Linked DNA regions of Sus scrofa: region 2 is linked to region 1. The links are chromatin contacts, called in public HiChIP or PLAC-seq maps. All regions are on one chromosome and are shown on one strand. The core of a region is the stretch at or near the end of the contact, and the rest is flanking DNA. Distances in the headings are between cores, read along the strand shown. Region 1 holds the start of UBASH3B (ubiquitin-associated and SH3 domain-containing protein B). Region 2 overlaps UBASH3B (ubiquitin-associated and SH3 domain-containing protein B).

What was found. HiChIP or PLAC-seq counts read pairs in DNA pulled down with a chosen protein or histone mark.
Region 2: an H3K27ac HiChIP or PLAC-seq map of alveolar macrophages shows a contact between it and region 1. The contact joins the enhancer-like site here to the promoter of UBASH3B in region 1. A contact is called at or near these places in 4 of 5 promoter capture datasets (fetal liver, fetal skeletal muscle and liver), 9 of 47 Hi-C or Micro-C datasets (alveolar macrophages, blood, heart right ventricle and 2 more) and 2 of 2 datasets of contacts at active chromatin or transcription factors (alveolar macrophages and skeletal muscle).

What each region holds. Positions count from the first base shown.
Region 1 is chr9:49,629,315-49,632,014 of Sscrofa11.1, reverse strand. UBASH3B (ubiquitin-associated and SH3 domain-containing protein B) reads right to left here and starts at 1,337. Exons shown (of 14, transcript XM_005667439.3): 1 at 737-1,337. The coding sequence starts at 788.
Region 2 is chr9:49,717,745-49,720,444 of Sscrofa11.1, reverse strand. All of the region lies in intron 1 of UBASH3B (ubiquitin-associated and SH3 domain-containing protein B), which reads right to left. Among named protein-coding and RNA genes, the nearest start is that of CRTAM, 63 kb to the left of the region's middle. Within about 2 kb of position 1,379, at least 16 of the 83 cell types and tissues checked have an H3K27ac peak or open chromatin away from gene starts, as enhancers often do. A contact at or near this core is called in alveolar macrophages, where this site is marked.

The DNA.
Region 1 (2,700 bases), core at 88-2,587:
CAGGAAGAAGACGAATGAGGGAGGACGGCTCCCCCTCCTTACTCTCAGGCACCCACAGATTTCTGCACTGCCGTCACCACTGACGAGAACCCAGGTCTCCTGGGGGAATTGCTTCCCCTTCTCATTCCAACCTCCCTATCAATGAACACGCAGCAACCCCCACGCTCCCGCTCCTCCTACTCCGGTGGGAGACAGAACCCGAGAGCGACATCCGGAGCTGGAAGCCGCTGCGGTGGGAGCGCCGGCCTCCCTGCCCCGCCGTCCCTTGCCCTTTCCCAGCCATCAGAGGATTCCAAGTCAGCCCGGCCGTTGGATCGACAGGGTACCCGAATCCTCTGTGGGGCCCCGTCTCCCCGGGGAATCGGCGCTGGAACCTCCAGGAGTCCTCGAGAGATAGGCTTAGCCCCACCCGCGGAGGCCAGGCGCCGAGCAAGGAACCCGGGACACGAACCCGGTGCCCTCGCCCGTAGGCATCCCACGCCTTTAGACACGCTTCTCCGTAGGCAATTCAAGCGAGCCCCAAGCCCAGCGCTCAAGCGCGGCGCCCTCCCCTGCACCCCCTCCCGGAGAAGCCGAGTCCCGGGCCGCCTGCGCGCCCAGCCTGCCCCCAACAGGTCGTGGGCAGCGGGGAGCGCGCCGCCCGCCGGTCAGGCGCCGGGAGGCGAGCCGGAGCGAAGCCGAGGGCCGGCCGCGTGGAGCGGGAGGGGTCGCCGGGGCTGCGAGCCCGGCCACTTACGCGCGGGCTCGGGGGAACCCCATGGACAGGAGCACGTCCAGCGCCGATCCATGCTTGATGGTGCCGGGGCGCTGCTGGCGGTTCCTCCGCGGGGTGACTTTGCTGTACAGCTCCTCTCTCGCAGCCATGCCGAGCGGGCTGGGGTGGCCGTACTGAGCCATGCTCAGCGGCCAGCCATCGCCCAGGAAGGCGACCGAGCCGGATCGTCCGGTAGGGCGGGGGGCCGGCCTGGAGCAGGGGAGGGGGCTCGGGGACCCGGAGCCGGGCAGGCGGCGGCGGCAGAGGAGGCGGCGCTCGGAGCTTCCCCCAGTGTGGAGACTGACGCTTCCTGGTGAGGCCGCCGGAGCCAGAACGGCCCGCGAGCGGTTTCTGCCGGACCGGCCGTCAGCCACTTCGGCCCCGGGTGCCCCCTGCACGGCGCCCGCAGCAGCCCTCTCTCCTCCGCCCCCTTCCTTCTCCTCTCCTAGCAGTCCGGGAATTTGCAATGAGTAATTTTTGAATGGATCAAAAAGGAAAAGGAGCCTTGTGGGCTGGCCCTGCCTCGCCTGTACGGGGGCCCCGCCCCTCTCTTAAAGGGGCAGCGCGGCCCGTGGCTACTCCAGGCTGGGCACACGCTGCAGCGTTCAGGTGCTTCTGAGCGAAGATTCCAACCAGTGGGCTGCCTGTGTACGTTGACTGGTTCTGGAAAGTCACTCTCGGCGCCCCAGCTTCTCCATGGCTTCCAATGAGGGACAGCTGGGCCTCAAGACACGAGATCGACCCATTTCAAGTTTCCTATGGTACTTAATGGCGTTATTGATGGAAGCTGGGTGAACTGATGATGACGTTAATGGACCAGACCCTTAAGGCCCAGATAAAAAGTTTTGCTTCCCAAAGACCCTGCAAGACCCAAAGGATTGTTAGGGCCTTTGAAGACCAAATTCTCATCAGCGGGCCAAAGGGCCACACTGAAGACCTTCCTTGTTTTCCATGACCTACATAGTGACTTCAGGGTAAAGAGTGAGACCTCTCAGCCCCGGGAAGGGGAGAGGGGAGGAGGGAGAGGACAGGCGAGGAAGGAGGAGGAGAGGAAGGAAGTAGAAAGTGGAAGGAGGGCTGAGAGAGGAGGAACAGAGAAACGACACTTTCTGATTATGAGGTGTTCAGAAGGGAATGGGCTCATTTTCAATAGGGAGTGAGTATCCCTGTTCATACAGGAATACAAAGAATGACTAGATCATTACTGCTCAGCAGTGACCGATAAGTAAGTTGTATCCTAGGTTGGCCAAAACTATACCTGCCTCAAAGAAGGTGGAAGTCTTAGTCATCCCGCTCCCCATTGCCCCACACCATGAAGCTGGCTTAGAGAATGCCAAAAGCTCTTTCATTTGAGACAAGCTCACAGTCCTTAGTTGGGAAAAAGGGCCCAACCTGGTATAATGAAAAAGGCACAGAGTAAACCCTAGCTGCTCTTTTTCAGATAATAAATTAGTATTATACCTAACGTTTATCGGGCTCTTGTATGTATCTGTCATTGTAGTGAAGATAATCAAAGAATTAACTCATTGAATTTTTATGACCCTGTGAGATGTGTACGATTATTATCCCAGTTTACAGAAGAGAAAACTCAGAGAGGTTGAAGAAGGTCATAAACTGGGAAGTCAGAGCCGGAGCTTATATCCACTGTGGTGCCTTGGGCAAGTCACTTCCGCCATCTATAGCCCCATGTCCTTATCTGTATGCATCGTAGTAGCTAGCCTTATGCATGCTGGGTTCTCCAAAAATGTCAGCTCCTTTTCCTGCCTGGAGCTTTGAGGGGAAGGAATGGGGGGAGGGGAGGGGTGATGACCAGCTCTCAAAGACCAGCTTTTTTTTGATGTTGCTTTCTTTGTAAGTCATCTAAGGGTTTTATCAGGGAAATGACACAGCTTAATTCTCTTAGCCCAGAACTGGTTTTCTAAAGACTGTCCAGTGGTGTTTGGAAG
Region 2 (2,700 bases), core at 130-2,629, 88 kb before region 1:
GTCATAGCTTGGTACTTAAGGGAGGGGTTGAACAGAGTGGCCAGGACAGACTCAGAGTCACAGAGTGGGGCTGGAATCTGCAACTTCCCTCTCTAGATGCCAGACCCCACGTAAGTGACCTAACCTCTCTGAGCTCGTTCCCTGGGTAACAAAAGCTCATTCCAGGGCTCTGGTACAGGTATGTGAAATGGCAAGAAGGAATGGCAAGTTCAAGGTCTGCATTCCTCCACCACTGGCTCCCTCTCCACCCCTGCCGACTGCCCTTCCCAACTTTCTCCAACTCTCAGGTTAAGCCTGGTCTGGAATTCTCCTGGACAGAACAGTTCTTGGCTGATGCCTGAGAGGTTTACGCTGCAGCTAAAATCCCAGGAAATTCTACCCTCCCTGTTCCAGCGCAGTGAGGCGGCTGAGAGGTCAGGTTCAATTTCCTGATGTGGCTTACTGCTTCCCCTTTCACGGGGCATGGGGGAGGTGGGGGGGCACTTTCTATATCACAAAGGACTTGAGCAAACACGCTGGGAAGTGAGAGTGGTCCCAGCTCTCCGGGCAGCCTCCTGTCTGCTGCTGGCCCGACTCCCGCCCCCAAGACCATCACCCCTTTGTCGTGTTGTCTGATCCCCTGGGCCTCAGTTCCCAGAGCTCAGAGAATGAGGCAATACCCCCTTGGGTGGGCAGAAAGCACAGTGCCACCCTGGGGACCTTAGGAAGCCTCGTCAAAGGAGGGTTTAGGGTTTTTTGTTTGTTTTTTCTTTTTTTTAAAAAAAAACAAGGTCTTATTTTCCCATTAAATTTCTGGGAGCTGGGAGCCCTTCCACCTCACAAGCCCTCCTCCCTTGATGCTTTAGGAGGAAAGGGAACAGGAACCAGAAGTCAATCAGTAATTTTATTTTATGGATAGAAAAATACAAACCATTCGTCCAGTATCCCATGCATAGCCTGGAATAGCTAGATTTATCAGATGTCTGCTAATACCTAGGACCACGATGGGCCCCTCTGAGCATGATGACGTGTGTATGTTTGTTAAGTGTGTGTCCAAGATCACAAATTCTGCTGACGGTATAGGTATTAAGATATGATATTTAGGATGCTTACAGAATTTCAGGCCTTGGAGATCAATCCTCTCGTGTGGCAGATGAGGAACTAAGACCGCCCAGGTAAACGACAGGCACAGGACGCCAGGTGTCCTAAGTCCCCAAGCTGTGCTCTTGGCACATCACCAGGCTGTGTCTCTGGCTTTTTGGCTTAGACTGTGCTGCTCGATGTCCTTTTGATCTCGCAACACTTCTTGAGCTCCAGGCAGGTGCTCCTGTGCTGAGAGGCTTCTCCCCTCTGTGCGGTCTTGGGTCCTACTTCCTTCTTGGACCTCCTCCCACAGCTGCCCCCGGCCTTACCACAGCCCTCCACACTGAGGCGCTACAGCCTTGGAGAACAGCTCCAACCACCCCCGATGTGAAGGGAGCAGAGTCTGCAAAGAGCCAAACGTGCCCCCTTCCTGGGATGCAGGAAATAAGTGGGGTGCGAGGGGAGGAGGCGGGGAAGGAGGAAGTGTCAGGTAACCATCTTACTTAATCCTCAGGGCACGTCTTTTAGGTGTTTTGCAAGATGGGGAAGCAGAGGCTTAGAGAGAGAGAGGCAGAGCATTAGGCTTAAACTTACAAACGTGCAAGCTTAAGAATCCAATCCAGTTACTGGCTCCAAGGAGCAAGACGTGGTCCTACATTTCCGATTCACAAAGAGTACCTGACTTAGCTCTCTGTGGCTTTCAAGGCCAAGCGTGCCTAAGAATTTTTCACACCATTTATTTTTACTGCCACATTCAAATGTCACCCCTGACTGCGGTCGGCCTGGATTCCTCTCAGGCCAACACATGGTGATCTTATGTCACAATGCAGGGCTTGATTCTTTCTGTCCTAATTAACTGAGGCTCTTCCTTAACCAGCTCGTGAGCCAGCTGCCTAGGAACCCTGTGTCCTGTGTCCCTTGCCCTCCACCACTGGACTGAGGGCAGAGTCTAACTTCTCCATTCCATAGGGCAGGGAACTGAGGCTTGGAGAGAAAAACGACTTCCTGAAGGTCACGGTGAGTTGGTGCAGAGCTAACTTAGAACCCAGGACTCACAAATTATTGTCATGTACATGACTCCAACCCATCACTTCTTCCCACCGCTTTGACTATCCATTGGGTGCCCCCGGGAGAAGGGCTGAGCTGGGGGGACAGCCAATTCTGGTCTGTGGCTCTATCACTGTGTGATCCTGAGCAAGTCTCTGACCTTCCTGGGATCGTGGAAAACGGAAAGGGCTTAGATGGAGCTCAAAGTCCCCTTCCAGTTCCAATGGCCCATGTGTTATGTGTCCTGTGGGTTCTCTTCTCCTTCCTCACACTGGGGGAGGCAGCTGGGCTGTTTCCATTCCCCAGGATGACAGTGAGAGGTAAAACAGAAGAGCCAGATGTGGCCTGATGAGGAAGGGTAGCCTGGCGAGGTTGGGGGAGGGGGGCCATGGAGACTCCTCAGGGGCAATGACACTGGATAGCAAAGCAGGAGTCACACTTACAAACACCCAAAGCAATGGAAAGCGGCCCTCCCTGCAGGTGGCAGCCTCCAGCCTCACTCTGCTTCACCCAGTGGGAAGGAACCATATTCTCTCTAAGCCAAGCGTGCTCGGTCTGACCCCGTCAGCGGCTCTCCCAGATGAAACACAG